3 separate regions of the Gossypium arboreum genome follow, and all the other regions are linked to region 2. A link is a contact called in public Hi-C data. All regions are on one chromosome and are shown on one strand. Each heading gives the region's core, a stretch centred on a gene start, on an enhancer-like site or on the middle of the called end of the contact. The rest is flanking DNA. Distances are from core to core; before and after follow the strand shown. Region 1 holds the start of LOC108474564 (probable arabinosyltransferase ARAD1). Region 2 holds the start of LOC108475968 (mediator of RNA polymerase II transcription subunit 22b-like). Region 3 holds the start of LOC108476413 (embryogenesis-associated protein EMB8).

Region 1 (3,604 bases), core at 818-3,317, 180 kb after region 2:
TTCTAAGATGAGAAACAAGCCAATTCGGTCTCAATGCATCACTCACTGCTACGAAAACTGAGAATGTAGAGTAATCCACCATCCCTTCAAAGGGAAGCTCAACATTGTCACTGACAATCACGGGTATACAAAGGCTTTGGATTGCATCAAAAAGTCGGCATGAAGTGGGAGTATCACCGGCTGGGTGCAAGCAGAACTCAGATGATCTCATCCCCTTAATTGACTGCTCTCTTCCAGTGGCATTTGGGAACCCTTCTTCCATGATTACTCCTGGTTCATTAACCAACAAGTCCCATAATTTTTCTCGAACCAAGCCACCCTGAAAATTTTAATAACATCACCAACACAGTAAGAGTTTGAGATAAAGCCCAACATGTACCCCTCAACAACTCAAAAAATGAAGCTCAAAGTTGAATTGTATCCATTCAAGAGAGAAAATAATGTCATCGATCCTTCATTTATAGGATGATATACTGGCAAACCACATAGTGCAGCTAGATTCAAAGTTGAGTTGTTTGATACTAACCCGGTGCCTATGTTTAGCTCCCTTAAAATAAAGGAGGGTGTGTCGTTTCTGGTTTTCCGATAGCTGCAACCTAGGAAGCAGATGGGTATATGGAACAATCACATCTTTAAGCAATGAAACTTGGGTGTGACGTATCGCGTCTGATGAGGTTCCACCGGATGATTTTGTATCAAGCCTATACCACCCACCAAAATCCACAACCAGTAGAACAGCAGGGGCTATCTCCTCTCTGAAATGCCACATTGCAACAGGGTCTGTCAAAGAATACTTCAAGGTTTAACATAACCTGACAACCCAGAAACTAAATCATAAGCTGTAAAGTATGCAAATTAAGTTCCCACTTCCTTTTTTCTTTTGGCACTGATGGTAAAATATCAATAAATGCAGTATATTCTTAAAAGAACAGCTGATACCAAGGGCTTGACATATTTAAGTATACATGATCCTAAGACAATAGTTTCAAGGTGAAGAGTTAACAGAAACACAGTAAGGAAGGATTCATTTAAAGGAATATATATGTAGTAAAAAAGCAACAACGAAACATCCTAAATAACTAGATCCCAATAACATTCCGAAAAAGCTAAATGGGGAAAGCAATAAGCAAATGAATTTCAATACACACAAAATTAGGCACATTACCAGTGAGAACAAAAACATGATCTCGTCCACCCGATCGTTTCCAAGCATCCGTATTCCTCACAAAATCCAGCACTTTCTTTTGCCTCAAGTAATCCCCATTCCCAGCTTTCTTCTTAAACGCGCCGCTTCCAGATCCCAACTCCATCTCAGCACTAAGGGTAGCAAAAAAGGGAACAAAAACAACATCAGCCTCGTTAACATCAAAAACCCTTTTAGCAAAAGAAGCCGTCCTCATTCCTTGAGGGGTTTCCAAGTCACCCATGATCCAGTACTCCGCACTGTATTGCTTGATCAATGGATTCTCGGGATAAGGAGGGTATTTGGTGGGTTTGGAGAAATGGGCAGTTGAGATCTGATGATCAGGATCAGAAGGGATCCGAGAATCAGGGTGATCAGAATCCCAGTACTGTTGGAGTAAGCCATAGTTGAGGGATCTGGGAAGGTTGGCTACGTAGACCTTGATGGAGTTTTGGGAGGAAAGGAAGGAGGTTTGGGGAAGGGAATTTGTGGGTTCAGTAACAGGAGAAGTGAAGAAGAAAAAGAAGATGAAGAAAGAAAGGGAAAGAAGGACAGTGAATGTGAGAAACAGAGATTTTGCCGTTTTTGTTGCTGTGCTACCTTTGATTGCCATTTTTATTGGCCTTTCTTGCTTTGCTCTTTAGTTTCCTTCTAAGTTCTGCGTTTCATTCATTTTGAATGTGGAGCTTTGACTGTGAAGCCGATTGAAATTTGAAGTCGATACTTATTGGAATGGTGAGTGCACCAAAGGGTATTTCGGTCAGATTATGAGTAGTTGTTTGTTTGAAAAGAAAGTCTTAGGTAGAGACTGGAAACAAGTTTTCCCGGAAAAAATATATATACTAATACAAGCAATGATCTTCCCCCACGGGATATGCCTAATTAGGGTCAGCTGTACTCTCGAATAAATTATTGGGTAAATTCCAGTAACAATCACTCAATTTTAGGTAGCTAACAAAATAGTCACATTAGTTTCATTTTAGTCACTCAACTTTAGAAAAATGACAAAATAATCCTTTTTTCCATTTCCTGTCACAAACATCATGGCAAAGTGACATGGCAAATGACGGCGTGCTTGGTGTCAGAAAACCCTCCAGCTGGCCGATTACCACCAATTTAACAATCCTATCAATACTAATTTAGGGTTTAAAAAGAAGAAGAAGAAGGAGGAGAGAAAAAAATGGAGATGCCTCCAGTTTTCAAATCAATCTCATACTGCATCTCTACAGTTACTCAGGCATGGATGTTGCAGATTCAAACCAAAATTGTAGTTGCTTTGGGGGTCACAATAACATAAGGGGAAGGCAATTTACCCAAGCTTCTCCTCACTTCTGATCATGGCAGGAAATGTTTAAATCTTCAAATTTTGAAGAAATGACCCACTTTTTGCAAGATTTTCTTTTCTGGGTCATTTCCAAATTTATTCAACTCCCTTGCTTGTTCAATCAATGGGTCAATTTTTTTCTTTTTCACTAATTCGGATCTGAAGGAAATTTTATGCCTTTGTTTTTAGGTGTTTTAGTGAAGCTGAGATTTATCTATTTGGTGATTGCATTACATCTTGGAAAGACATGGTGTTTCAATGGTGGAAGGTTACAGAGGAAGAGAGCCAAAAAGAAGAAGAAGAGCAAAGACATGGTATTTCAATGGCAAAGAATCAAACCCCGCCAAATTAAGCAAAGAAGACTTTTTTTTTTTATATAGTCTCTTCTTATTATTATTCTTCTTCTTCTTTTTCTTCTTCTCCTCTGTTATTAAGGGTTTTAGTTTTTTTAATTTCTTCTTAAATTGGGTGAGTTTCCACTATGGACAACCAACGTGGCAAGTTAATTGCCCACATCAATAGTTAACTTGACACATCAGCGGTTCCGTTAAAACACTAACGAAAACTGTTAATCAGCGATTGTTTTGTTCACTTTTTTATAACGTTAGTAACTGTTTTATTATTTTTCAAAAGTTGAGTGACTATAATGAAACCTAGGTGACTGTTTTGTTAGCTACCCCAAAGTTGAGTGACTATTGGTGTAATTTACCTTAAAATATTTTGAGTTATTTAAACTAATAGTTTTATTTTGTTATTTTAATTTGAGTAACAGTACGAAGAAGTATTGTATTTAAGGGTGGATTGTATTTTTGTCTTTTATTAAAAATTTGTAAATTAATTTTATATAATTTAAATGTGTAAATTATTTTTACGTGTTTATGCGAGCATGTTGAAAATTATTTTTATAGGTAAATTATAAAAATAGTTACCTAATTTTCATTCTATTTTCATTATACAACTATCAATTTTTCAAGTTAGTTACTAAACTTTTAGAAATTAAATATTTTTGTCACTCTAAGTGATGTCGTTTTTTATTAGTCTAGTAACAAAATTAGCCCTCTAATATTTACACATTCTATTAATTTGATCTTAAATAT
Region 2 (4,003 bases), core at 139-2,638:
TAAATTAGTTTCTTATATATAATTTTTATAAAAATTTAAAAATATGAGTTTAAAATTTAAATTTATGGTTGAGTTGATTTCGTGAGCATATTGGATACCAATTTGATTGAAAAATTATTAAACTACTTTTACATACTTGAAATTAGTTACAAATTTGCGTATATTGAGATTTAAATTCATTCCACCAATATCTATAAAATCTTTTTTATCACTTCAACTAACATTTGATTTTGATATTTTATACATTTCAATATTATTACACAAATTGTTTCACCAACATAATTTGTATATATTGATAATGTCGTTTATTAAATTGGTGTTACAAGTTAACTCAATACCGACTTAAAAAATTTATAATACCATGATAAACAATTGAACTATATTTAATATTCTTAACATGAAACATTTACCTATTTATTACTCACAATTTAAACTATTTTTATTTTAATTTAATACATATTACATGTGTTATTATAATTTGTTTCAAACTATACGTTTAATTATTTATTATATTTTATTTTTAAACTAACGCATACATTCTAAATGTGTGATAAAATTTCAGATATAAATAAAATGAGCTTTTCTTCTAAATGACATAGGTTCAAAGTTACAACTCTTTATATTTAAAGATGGGTAAAAGACATTTATAATTTTATAATTATTTATAAATTTCTAATATTTTTATGAGTTTTATAGCTTATATTTTAACAATTAAATTTTTCTAGAATTTTAATAATTTTACTTAAATAATTAATTAAGTCCTTAGTAAAATAATAAAAATTCAATTAAGCCCTCGTAAAATGATAAAAAAAATTTAATTAAGCTCTCTAAATCATCATTTTTTCATGTTAACTTGTCATGTCAACTACCACACTACCCGCTATGTCAGTAGTAAATGACTGTTAGGGGCTTAAATGAAAAATGAATTCTAAAGGTTTAATTGGGTGTAATTTTTGATGAGGAGTTTAATTGAAGGGCTTATTTGATATTTTAACCTAGTTTTTAATTTATTAAATATCAATTGTTGTTGTGAAATTAAAAAAACACCATCACTAATATATCAAATAATTTACCAAAGAACGTGTTTAAAAAAACTAATTAAAGGCCTTCAAGAAAATAAAAGGTCTTGAAAGAAAGGAAAAACCTCAAAAAAAAAAAAAAATCAAAAAGCCAATTGAACCCTTATGAAAAATGTGCAGCTCATTGAGTCCTCTGTGAGTAAAAAAAATTAATTAGTCAGCAGTCACCCAAAACTAAATTGGGTGGTATTTTTCGTAAAGGCTCAATTGATTTATTAGTGAGGCGTAAGTTGTATTTGGGCTTGGCATTCAATAGTTGGGCTGTGGCCTTTTCTTTTCCAACTTTTTATTTGATATACTAGTACTACATCCCAAAATAATTTCCTTAATTTCCCTTACTCTCCCATATTTTACTTTGATCCAACTTTGCACAATTTTGTTTCCCGTAACCCATCCTCTGTTGTGCGTGTGTGTGTGTGTGTGTGCTTTTTACATCAATGAACAAAGGAACGGGAGTGGGAACTGGACCGACGGCGGCGGCTGCAGCGGCGGCGGCACAGAAGCAGAAAACTATGATGCAGCGAGTGGAAACCGACATCGCCGTCATCGTCGACAACTTCACCCAGCTTGTTAATGTTGCCCGGGTAAATCTCTCTTTACTTCAAAGCAATTACTACAAATTCTTCGAGTTTAAAGAGTCTTATGTCAAGATTCTTAAACTCCCCTAAACCGGTTTTTCATTTCGTTTCTGATTTTGAATTTACAAGTTAGCGGTGGGAAATTGGAACCTTTTCACTTTTAGGATAAGCTTTCACTTTATTTGCCCTGTAAAATGTTGGAAAGCTTTTACTTTTACTCATTTACAAAATTCCATTTTGTGAAGATATATCCCTTTTTTTGGTTGTACAATGTGTTATATAGTTGAATATGGATGATTCTTGTATATTTGGAAATGAATTTATGTAACACCCGAAGAAAATAATTTAGGTTTCTGGGGGGAGCTAGTGTAAAATAGGTTACCTTGGGTATTGAACCTGAATTTGGTGAAAGTATCACTTATAGGACATCTGTTGGATAAAAGATTTTGTCATTAGATTGGTTTTATAATATTTTTTTTCCTTGGAATGAAGTTGTTCCTTGTGCATGTTCTACTGAGTGTTAAGGTTTTTTATAATCCTATTATTATTTTTTTCTATGGTATTAAATTGGTCATCATTTAACTCCTTCCTATGGGAATATAATTTGCTGGCTGCTCCATCTTCCTTTTCTTTAAAAAGTAGGTGATAACAATTTCAACTACTAATGCAGTGAATGTGGTCATGGAGAGTGAGGGTTAAGGAGGGAAACACTAGTGTTGATCATTTAAAAGCACATCATTTTGTTTGATGCATTAAGATCTTGATTAATCATTTGTGGAAGCTGTCGTTTATTTTGATGTCAAATCTATACAGATTCTGTCTACCATGGTGAACTGATGTGTTCCTTGTAACCTGGCTTGTTAGACTGTGACTTTCTGGTGAAAGTTCAACTGAATTAGAACAATTGGTTAGTTGCATTTGATTAATCTTGTTTTGTTAGTTGTTGCTTTTGTCTAGGAACTACTTTGTGGCTTGTTGGTAGCTCAGTTGAGGAAGCATTATTCTCTTTGGAAATCCTTTTGTCTAATACGAGAATCTATTGTAGCTATTGAATCAGTGTTTTGATAGTTTAGTTATTTAATTGAGTTTATAATTGAGGTTATCTTGGTAAATTCCTAGTTTGCTAAAATCAGCTTTCTCTGTAGTCCATTCCAAGTTCCTGATTCCTTTAAATGGTCCTTTACTTTTCATTTTTTGAACAACATTTAAGAGGCACTGCGCCTAGATGCTTATAATGCTTTCGAGCTTCCGTGTATATCTTTTATACAACTCTTTGTAGCCTGTATTAGAGTTGATATTTTGGTAATTTATGTTTTTAAAGTGGCTTTCAAATTATAAGGTTGCGAATGATTCTTTTCTTAATTTCTCATTTTCTGTTCGGATGTAATTTTCTGGTTCTATATTTTAGACATATGTACTCTCCTTGACGTTCTGTTGCAATAAAAACCTAAAATGTTATTTTCTTTAAGCCCTAATCGCATATTGAACTGATTTAAGCATATTGGATAAACTTACTTTATATCAGTGGGGTGCATCAAGGAAGAAATTTTAGAGACAGAAATAGGCTTCCACGAGGAGTTCTTCTATATATTTGGAACCTTATGGAATTGTTTGAGTCATTTCATTGGTGATAGATTGATCTTTAATGTAATATTCACATGGCTGCACCTCATTGTAGGTAAATGATCCACCAGTTCGAAATTCACAAGAATCTTTCATGATGGAGATGCGTGCAGCCAGAATGGTGAGTAACCCTTTTTTGTTTACCAACATTTGTTAAATGTACATAGACAATGATACATTTTGAGTTCCAATATTTGACATGATAGATGATATAAATCCACGGTACAACCATTGTCACAAAGCCCACAGCTCGGATTAAAGAATCTTCATTATAGTCTTTTTTCTTTGTCACCGTTCTTCATTACCAATATACTGACTGCAGGTCCAGGCAGCTGATTCTTTGCTTAAGTTAGTGTCTGAGTTGAAGCAGACGGCAATCTTTTCAGGATTTGCATCACTTAATGATCATGTCGAGCAAAGAACTACTGAGTTTAACCAACAAGCAGAGAGAACAGATCGAATGTTGGCCAGGATCGGAGAAGAGGCTGCAGCAAGCCTCAAGGAGCTTGAATCTCATTATTATTCTTCTGCACAGAGGACACCTGACACTGCATAGCCATAGAAGAAACAGCTTGCTATAATCAATAGTTTCCCAGCAAGTTTATATTGTTGGTTCATACAGAGAATATGAAGCATTCAAATGCCTTCTGTGTAAAAACTGATGCTTTAGTTTCATTATCTGTTTCCAGCTTAAACCATGTTGCAAGATATGTGAATCTGCAT
Region 3 (3,646 bases), core at 342-2,841, 180 kb before region 2:
CATTTGTCCAAGTTCAGCAAAAGTTGATACAAAGAGCAGCTAGAAACAAGAAAAGAAGAGTAGTAAACATTTAACTTACTGAAGAAGTAGAATCACTTGTTAAGCCAGGAATGACAACCACCAAAGGTGTAGTGTCATCCTTGGAGATAGTATGATTCACTTCAAAGGCACCTCTTGAAACTGTACAATTGTCAAACACGTCAAAAGTAAGAGCTTTTTACAACCCAAAGTATGAATTTTTCTAGTAGTTATTATGTCTACCATAATATCATCAAAAGTTTTGCACTTACTATCAGAACTTGTAAGCCAATCTAGAGCTATGGTTCCACCATCAGAAGCATGAAAAAGTTGTCTGAGGAAACAGAGGTCTTTGTGAGATAAAAAGCACATGGGCCAACATATATATATTCTAAATCCAACATTAAAAAGATCGGAAAAATTTTAGGACCTGCGGTAGCTGAAAGCAGGAGGATTCCCGAAGAAATTGAGAAAAGCAGTCTGAAAATGAGGACTTGATAACCACGGTGTTGCTAAATACCTGCAATAATTTACCAAATCAACCCCCCCCCCCCCCAAAAAAAAAAAATCATGATTGAGAGTGAAAGAAAACAAATTTGTGGGTAAACTAGAAAAAGGAGGAAAAAGGGTACCTGCCATGAAGGATCTTGCACTTGGAAACCACGCCATGGTAGATATGGGAAGTGGGGTGAAAGGTCAAAGCAACCGGAGCACCTCGGAATCCACTGAAAAAGCCTTGGAAGAAATGAAATTCCAGGAAATTGTAAAGGAAAACTACCCAAATCACCATAAACGCAATTACATAATGCAAAATAGGAATCAAACAAAGGGCTCGGAATACTTCTTTATATGCATTGAGGGATGATTCATCCCATGAAATCGACCAATCCATTTGATTAAAATTTGGAGAAAACATGAATGGTTAAATCAAAAAAAAAAACTTGAAATTGGGGAAGAAGCAGTACATACAGAAATTGGAAAAAAAAAGTTGCCTTTCTTTTTTAATGGTTTTCCAGAATTAATGGAGAGAGGGAAAGTAGGAGAAAATTATGGTGAAAATTTCTTTGGGGGTTTGATTTTCTGTTTGGGTGAAGAAAAAAAATGATGACAGTTGAGAGTTTGGTGAGTGAATTTATGTCAAAAAAAATAAAAACTATGGCTCTATCATCAATCATACCGCAACTAATGAACATCTGACAAATGTTTCAGCTTTTGTATCAGAGAAACCAGGTAAAAATCGTTCAACACAATGCTTGGTATAAATAAAATATAATGAGTAGAACCATATCACCAATGCTGATATAGCAGCCAACCTCAAATTATAATAGAAATAAGTTGCTTACCAGGATCAGAGTGAGATTTCCGTTCGGCTATAAGTAACAGCCGGGCCCTTCCACCATTGGTGTTTAGGGTGACCATCAAGATGTCCCCATGGAACTAACTTTGATGGTCATAGTTGGCAGCCTTTTTTTTTTTTTTGTGTGAAAAACAATCAAATTGATCAAAATCACCCCTAATTTTATATTGATTTAGAACTTTTACGGTATTATCGATACTTCATCATAAACTAGTAGGCATGTGCTCTCATCTAAGCTTAATTTAGTCAAATAGTCGGCAACTCTAGTATCTACTTTGAGAACATGTCAAATCAGTAAAAAATTATTTATAAGGCTTGAACTACCTTTAAATTGTCAATATGAATCATAGCTCTATTAAATCCATTACTAAGTGAAGTAAGCACGCCATCCAAAATACTTTAAAGTTCGGCCTCAAAGACCATGCATTTCTCGAGATATGGGTTATATCCGAAGATCAATTTTTTATTCCGATCTTGCAACACTCCACCAGTAGACGCTGGTCTATACCCTCTATCCATTGCACCATTAATGAATAAGTGCACCCAATTCCCTGATAAGGAAGTTTGAGTATTAGAGTCATGAACATTTAACTTTACCTCATTATGGTTCAACTCATACTGTTGTGCCCAAGTATAAGAGACTCTAACAATTTCAAGGGCATTGCAAGTTATGCCTTGAAAAATAAAAAGATTCATATTCTTCCAAATACGCCAAGCAATTATCCCAAAAAGACAAGACCAAGTTGTCCCTCCTTTAGGTAATCTCGTGGAATAACAAAGATTGGAAGTTAACCAATTCTGTAAGTCCTCAGAAAAGAACATATTATGTTGGTCAAGTGGGACAACTTGCATCCACAACTCTTTTATTGTTGAGCAATCTCGTAACACATGCAAAATATTCTCTGTTTCATGATTGCAAAGTGAGCAAGAACTATTGTGCCCAACTCCTCGTCGAACACGCTCCATGTTAGTAACCAACCTTTGCTTGAAAACAATCCAAAGAAAAATTAATTCCTAGATAGTATTATGATTATGTCGTAAAGAAAAAAAAACGAGTGAGGCTGATAATGTTTGGAAACAACAAGAAATGATCTATTTCAAAAGGCAAGAATCAGAATTGTTATGTGCATGATTCGTGCATTATGTTTCATGAATTATGAAGCAATGGCAGCTACGACTCTCATTGTATTTACATGCTCTTTTTTTCCTTTCGTATTTCAATTAATAGTTTTTTTTGTTTGTTTTCTTCTGTTACACATATGTACACACTCGCACTTACTTTTTCTTTTTGTTGCGAACATGTAAAAGCGCGTGCGTGTATACTTTGCCTTACTTACACTTCCCTCCACCCTCTTTATTTTTCATTATGGTTCATTTTATTCTACGAACAAAAATTAATTTCCAAATGATATTATGATTATGGTGTAAATAAAAACAAAACATGGGTGAGATTGATACTATTTGGAAACAATAAGAAGTGATCTACTACAGAAGGCAAGAATTAAAACTATTATGTGCATGAATCGTGCATTATTAGTGCATTATGTTTCATGCATTATAAAGCAGTGATAGTTACGACTCTCACTGTACTTGCACTTACATGCTTTTTTTTCCTTTAGTATTTCAATTAATGGTTTTATCATTTATTTTCTTTTATTACACATACATACACATACGCAGTTACATTTTCATTGTACCGCGAATTTGTAAAAGTGTAAAACCTTGATGATGATGATGATCATGAAGCAGCGGTAGCTACAACTCTCACTGTACTTACACTTACACGCTTTTTTTTTCCTTCCGTATTTCAATTAATGATTTTTTTTGTTTGTTTTCCTCTGTTACAGAAACATACATACTACACTTATTTTTTATTTTAGTTGCGAACATTTAAAGTGTAAAACCCCCTAATCGCTCCCATGCACACATATATACTCTGCCTTACTTAATTCCCAAATAGTATTATGATAATGCCATAAAGAAAAACAAAGCATTGGTGAGGCTAATACTATTTGGAAACAGCAAGAAATGATCTACTTCAAAAGGCAATAATCAGAACTGTTATGTACATTATTCATGAATGATTCGTGTATTGTTAAGCAGCGACAACTATGACTCTCACTGTAATTACACGCTTTTCTTTCTTTTCGTATTTTAATTAATGGTTTTGTCATTTTTTTCTTCTATTACGCATACGTACACACTTGCACCTACTTTTTCTTTTTGCCGCGAACGTGTAAAAGTGTAAAATCCCCTTATGGCTCACACGCA

The links. A called contact is a pair of places that touch in the nucleus more often than the background predicts.
Region 1: a Hi-C map of leaf shows a contact between it and region 2, with 4 times the contacts expected there. The contact joins the promoter of LOC108474564 here to the promoter of LOC108475968 in region 2. A contact is called at or near these places in 2 of 5 Hi-C or Micro-C datasets (both in leaf).
Region 3: a contact with region 2 is called in a Hi-C map of leaf, with 5 times the contacts expected there. The contact joins the promoter of LOC108476413 here to the promoter of LOC108475968 in region 2. A contact is called at or near these places in 3 of 5 Hi-C or Micro-C datasets (all in leaf).

The regions. Positions count from the first base shown.
Region 1 is chr3:127,814,944-127,818,547 of ASM2569848v2, reverse strand. It overlaps LOC108474564 (probable arabinosyltransferase ARAD1), which reads right to left and starts at 2,067. Exons shown (of 3, transcript XM_017776528.2): 1 at 1,166-2,067; 2 at 527-780; 3 at 1-319. The coding sequence starts at 1,796.
Region 2 is chr3:127,994,664-127,998,666 of ASM2569848v2, reverse strand. It overlaps LOC108475968 (mediator of RNA polymerase II transcription subunit 22b-like), which reads left to right and starts at 1,388. Exons shown (of 3, transcript XM_017777984.2): 1 at 1,388-1,663; 2 at 3,336-3,401; 3 at 3,603-3,975. The coding sequence starts at 1,517. The coding sequence ends at 3,836.
Region 3 is chr3:128,179,602-128,183,247 of ASM2569848v2, reverse strand. LOC108476413 (embryogenesis-associated protein EMB8) reads right to left here and starts at 1,591. Exons shown (of 15, transcript XM_017778632.2): 1 at 1,196-1,591; 2 at 651-753; 3 at 449-538; 4 at 291-352; 5 at 80-180. The coding sequence starts at 1,211.